Regions from separate parts of the Mus musculus genome. Here region 2 is linked to region 1. The links are chromatin contacts, called in public HiChIP or PLAC-seq maps. All regions are on one chromosome and are shown on one strand. The core of a region is the stretch at or near the end of the contact, and the rest is flanking DNA. Distances in the headings are between cores, read along the strand shown. Region 1 overlaps Scfd2 (Sec1 family domain containing 2). Region 2 overlaps Gm6116 (predicted gene 6116).

Region 1 (2,961 bases), core at 186-2,685:
CACGACAGGGGCCCCAGAACGCAGGCACCCGAGGACAGAATGACTCCCCACCATGTCTGCTCCTCCAGGTTCACAGGTGCAGGTTTGATTTACTTCCCCAAGTGCAGCCACTGATGCCTGAATATTCCACACTGCTGTTTCTTTTATTAAAACTATTTTTCCTTTCATAAACCTAGTGACAATAGCAGAAACAATTAACCAGAACACATCCAGAAAGTTGTAGACTATAAATTAAACACTTTTCTGCCATCTCCTCTTTTTTAGACATAAGTTTTAACTTATTGCAGTTACTGGAAGACAATTTTGTTACAATTCATTCTTTGAAGTGTATGATAAAATAGTAGTATGTTTGTCTTATGAAAACTTCTGTTGCTATGAAATTTAATGAGCTTATAAACCGTTAGTAACTCTATAAAATGTCAAATACACACAAATGCCTGTTCTTTTTCTTCTTCTCTTTTAAAGATTTATGTATTCATTTTATGAATGTGAGTACACTGTCACTGTCTTCAGACACACCAGGAAAGGGCATAGAATCCCATTACAGATGAGTGTGAGCCACCATGGCTTGGGGGTAACTGTTAAGAGCACTTGCTCCACAGGCTCCAGGAATGCAGGCAGTGCAGAGACACAACACTCAAGCAAGCAAAACACTCGTACAGGTAAGATGAAAACAACACATTTTCTGGGAATTGAACTAGAACCTCTGGAAGATTAGTCAGTGCTCTTAACAGCTGAGCCATCTCTCCGGGCCTTGTTCATTTGTTCATTCGTTCGTTCTTTCTTTCTTTCCTTCTTCTCCCCCCCCCTCCTCCTCTTCTTCTTCTTCTTCTTCTTCTTCTTCTTTAAAGATTTGTTTATTGTATTTATTGTAGCTGTGTTCAGGCACTCCAAAGAGGACATCAGATCCCATTACAGATGGTTGTGAGCCACCATGTGGTTACTGAGAATTAAACATAGGGCCTCTAGAAGAAAGCAGTCAGTGCTCTTAACCACTGAGCCATCTCACCAGCCCCCTGTTCTTTTTCTTAATTAGCTATCTTGTATCCCTAAGACTAAAACTATTTTGACAAATGGCCACATTTTAAGACTACAAGCTAACAACTGGAACCTGCCACAGATCCTGTCTTAAAGTCTTTCCAGAGACTTGTACAGGAAGACATGGCCCTTTCCACTCACTCCTGGATCTTTATTTACCATAATTACTCAGCTCTTAATGGAATTTTAGAAGTTGCCTTGGTTTGGCAAGTATGAAATGTCAGATTCAGTCTACTAGAAATAAACAGGAAATATTCACCACCAAATAAAATGCAAATACAGCAGCGTTAATTTTTTAAAGGTGCTTGAGTGCTGACTCACAGTACTACTCAACCAAGTGGAAGGCATGTAATTAGGAGGAGGAGGATGTTGACCTATGTATGAATGCACACTGTCATCGTGTGAGTAAACCCAGGGCAATAGTACTTCATGATATGCAGGAATGCTAAGATTACTCACAGGATCTGTATCACCAGTCTTGGTATTCCAACAGAAACACAATAACAACAACAACAGTGATAAACCCAGCAAAGGTTTTAACTTGTCTTCAACAAAGCAAGCTGAGTCATAGTGTGTTACTGGAGGACTAACGATTTCCATCAGTGTGAGCTTGATGAGCTAAGTAAACCAGTGAGACTTCTGGAGTCAACTTTCCTCTTGACTGCTGTTTTCAACAACTCAGCTATGAGAAACATATCCATTAACCTTCATCTCCAAAAAAGTGAAAGAATTACAGAACGGGAGACTGAATCAGATAAAAACTTGGAAAACAGTCTGTCCTTCATCGTTCTCTCAAAATACAGCATTTCTTGCAGCTGAACATTCATCCAGTGACTCCAGCCTCTAGAGCTAGATCTACCAGAGAAGCCAGAATGGAGCATGTTCCTCCAGGTGACACAGACAGCAGCTCTAGGAGAGCAAACGCTTTCTAAGTGTGGACAAGGTCAGGCAGAGAGGAAGCAGCTAAACAATGGGATTAGAGTAGATTGAGCTGGAGTAGCTTGGGCAACAGGCCCATGAGAAAGCCTTTCAGAAAAGGAAGGAAGTATGGATGTAGCCAATGAAGCCACTTAGACTGCTGTGCTCACATGTTCATTGCTGAACTAGTACCTGTGCAGTACTGAATGGAGCTGAGGACTGGGTTGGATGATGCCCTCTGTCGCTGAGATATCAATGTCCCTCTAATGACTTTTTATTTTGAGACAGGGTCTCACTAAGCTGCCCAGGAATTCATTTAGCTGTCCTGAATTCATTTAGTAGCCCAGGCAGGTCTTGAAATTTGCCGTCCCCTTAACTCAGCCTCATGAGTAGCTAGGAACAGCTAGGACACCATCACTAGGCCTCCTTCACTATTTATTAAGAACCTACGTTATACAATGGAGTACTACTCAGCTATTAAAAAGAATGAATTTATGAAATTCCTAGGCAAATGGATGGACCTGGAGGGCATCATCCTGAGCGAGGTAACCCAATCACAAAGGAACTCACACAACATGTACTCACTGATAAGTGGATACTAGCCCAAAACTTAGTATACCCAAGATATAAGATACAATTTGCCAAATGCATGAAACTCTAGAAGAATGAAGACCAAAGTGTGGACACTGTGCCCCTTCTTAGAATTGGGAACAAAACACCCATGGAAGGAGTTACAGAGACAAAGTTTGGAGCTGCGACAAAAGGATGGACCATCTAGAGACTGCCTTATCTAGGGATCCACCCCATAATCAGCTTCCAAACGCTGACACCACTGCATACACTAGCAAGATTTTGCTGAAAGGACCCAGATATAGCTGTCTCTTGTGAGACTAGGCAGGGGCCTAGCAAACACATAAGTGGATGCTCACAGTCAGCTATTGGATGGATCACAGGGCCTCCAATGGAGGAGCTAGAGAAAGTATCCAAGGAGCTAAAGAGATCTGC
Region 2 (2,961 bases), core at 205-2,704, 470 kb after region 1:
AAAACCAGCAAAGGTTCTCTCTCTCTCTCTCTCTCTCTCTCTCTCTCTCTCTCTCTCTCTCTCTCTCTCCCTCTCTCTCTCTCTCTCTCTCTCTCTCTCTCTCTCTCTCTCTCTCTCTCCCTCTCTCTCTCTCTCTCTCTCTTGTGTCTGGGCATGGAATGGAAACCGTTCCTATGGAAGCCAGAAAGGGACATTGGCATTTCTGGAGCTAGACAGTTGTGAGCCACCTACTGTGGGTTCTGGAAAGTCACTGGTGTCCTGTGGAAGAACAGCAAGCATTCTTAACCACTGAGCCATCTCTCCAGCCCTGAGCAAAGGTTTTATGGAGCTATTAATGAAAAGACACAAGAGGAAAAGTCAAATATTCCTCTTCTCAGAAAGAGTGATAAGTATTTATTCAGTGCCTACTATTTGTCAGACATTTAAAATCCCCTGGTCTTGTTCTCTGTGTCCTTGGAGGTTTTGGAGGCACATCTCCCCTTTGGAATTTTAAGTATTGCATGAGCTAGTTAGTTAATGGAGGGATCAAGAGGGCGATGCCAGTTTGAAACAATGTTGTCGCTGGACTCCAGTTACAATGTATTCATCTGGACTGTGACAGCAAGGCAGTCTGAGTATGAGCCACAGTCTTCTGCCTTGGCAGCCACACCCATTCGCAGGGCTGATTGCTAGCAGCCAGCAAAGGCTTCTGATAAAAGGGAAGCTGCTGAGCTATTAGGTTTGCCGAGCTCCCAGGTAGATTTCCACAGGCAGAGGAGAAAGAGCGGTGCCTTGTTTTTGCCGGCGTGGGTGTTAGCAACGCGAGACAGGAACCCAGCATTAATACAGGCACCGGCTCCTCGTAGAGCCAACTCCAAAGGGTCCTGGTGACTTTTTCTCTGCAGTTTGACTCCTCCCTCCCTCCCTGGGAGCCTCTCTGTTCAGTCAAGCTTTTCCATCCTACCCCAGGCTGAATAGAGAGCAGAGGGTGCCAGAGACCGAGGTAGACACTCAACTCCACTTCTACCGAACCAGTCTTCCTTTCGACGTCTGTCTCTTCTCCCTTTGGTTTTTGATCATCTTGTGCTGGATTTTGCTTCTGCCACTCTTCTGTTAATAGGTAGCTGGTGATCTGCGTCATCCTGGAGGGTCATCCATCTCTACGGCCTTCTTCCACATTCTCAGGGGCCTTTCTTAATGATCACCCTTTTAGAATCACATGCCTGCTGCTGCTTCACAAGACACAAGCATTTGCTTTGTGCCCCCTGCATTTGTGTTCCAATCTTAAACTGTCCCCTTGCCTGCCGACTTCCATCCCTTAATATTCTTGAAGACAACCGGTCCCTTCTCATGGAAGTCAGTATCCTCAGACACAGGCCTTCTGAGTTTCTCTCCTGCCACAGGGCCACGGGACTGCTCTGCTTCGCCTGACAGATCAAAGGACATTTTCCCCAGCCTGTTCACTTTCTGCCTGGTGATCATAGAAGTACCCAGAGCACAGCTAGATGGCGCTCACGCCTACACATTTCTGAGGAATGACGTTTTTTTCCTCAGAGGAATTTCTGAGGAAGAAGTTTTTCCATTTGTCTCCCATCTTGAGCTCACAGCTTTGGGAGGAGGGGGACTGGAGCACATGGACTAATTACAAAGAAACTGGAACGTGTGCATTTTCTAATCAAACTGATATCTAATGGGCACGCGAGTCAGATTCAGTTCTAAGTCCTCAACATTGCCCTGCTACACATACCTTGCCCCAGGAGACAGATACAGAAATGGCACTTAGAGACTTGGTAAATTTGCCCAGAGCAGAAGGGTGTCAGAGATGGAAGTCCACAGGCATCTTGCACCAAAACTACCCTTAACAACAAGGGACTGGTTGGAGAATGGAACCAAGAGAAGAAACTGGGAGTGTTGGGAAGGCACGGCTTTCTACACAAAGCATTGTTCTGCCTAAAATTACTCCACAGCCCTAAAGCACCATGTGTATTTTGAATATCCAATCATTTTTTCTAAAAGCCCTAAGTATATAGCTCAGTGGTAGCGCACTGGCCCACTGTGTAAGATCCATGCTCAAACCCCTGCACCATGGAGTTACAGTAGGAATAATAATAGTAATAATAGCTGGGTGTTGGCAGTGAATGCCTTCCATCCCAGCACTCAAGAGTCAAGAGTTCAAAGTCTGCTTGGGCTATGGAGGGAGACAGTATCTCAAAACAACAATAGCGATAATTTTTATGAGACTGAATATATAGGACTCAACTCAACTATGATCAAAGGTGAATCTGGCACACATAGGCCGAACTTTATATATTAAGAGGGGAGAGCTAAGAGCATTTGGCTCTTGCTTCTTCTCCATTCTCTTCTCTGCTCATTTTCAGACTCAAGCTTTGTGGGACACACTGAACTTATAACAGGACCCATGATGTCCCAAGGATGCACTGAACATGTATGTTGCTGAGTCCATTTCTATTCTCCAAAGAGTAGCAACATTTTTTTACTCTGAATGAAGATCCGTGTGGACCATACTTGAAGACCCTGTAAATCTCGAATAAATAAATCTCTAATTCTATCCCTACTGACTCCCCTGAAGGCCTCCTAGCCTTTCCATCACCCCCTCCCTCCCTAAGGCGTGATGTTAGAGAGGGGACCCAGGGGGAAGAGGCAACATCCCTACTCTATCACAGGTGGAACCTCACTTCTCATTGTTGATAGACGCTTGCAGGTTAGGTGACCACTTATAAAGCCCCTCCTGGAGTCTTGGGGGTTGCCTGTAACCACTAGTGGTTCCTGTCATTTACTCTTCATTACTGGAGTACTCTGGCTGCAGTAAAGGTGATCAATCACAGAATGGTATTGTCCTTTAAAACTCCGTATAGGAAACAGGCACTGGGCTGGACCGTGAGGTTTTGTAGGATCTAGTACACAGAGATTTGTGAAAGACCAAAGCCACTGTGTTTCTGCAGTCTGCCAAAAAGTAGACAC

Evidence for each region. HiChIP or PLAC-seq counts read pairs in DNA pulled down with a chosen protein or histone mark.
Region 2: a contact with region 1 is called in a CTCF HiChIP or PLAC-seq map of the NIH/3T3 cell line, with 7 read pairs. The contact joins two enhancer-like sites.

What each region holds. Positions count from the first base shown.
Region 1 is chr5:74,491,411-74,494,371 of GRCm38.p6, forward strand. All of the region lies in intron 2 of Scfd2 (Sec1 family domain containing 2), which reads right to left. Among named protein-coding and RNA genes, the nearest start is that of Scfd2, 39 kb to the right of the region's middle. Within about 2 kb of position 1,436, at least 42 of the 459 cell types and tissues checked have an H3K27ac peak or open chromatin away from gene starts, as enhancers often do. A contact at or near this core is called in the NIH/3T3 cell line, where this site is marked.
Region 2 is chr5:74,959,882-74,962,842 of GRCm38.p6, forward strand. Gm6116 (predicted gene 6116) reads left to right here. Exons shown (of 5, transcript NR_045866.1): 3 at 2,358-2,425. All of the region lies in intron 1 of Gm52778 (a long non-coding RNA gene), which reads right to left. Among named protein-coding and RNA genes, the nearest start is that of Gm6116, 12 kb to the left of the region's middle. Within about 2 kb of position 1,455, at least 51 of the 459 cell types and tissues checked have an H3K27ac peak or open chromatin away from gene starts, as enhancers often do. A contact at or near this core is called in the NIH/3T3 cell line, where this site is marked.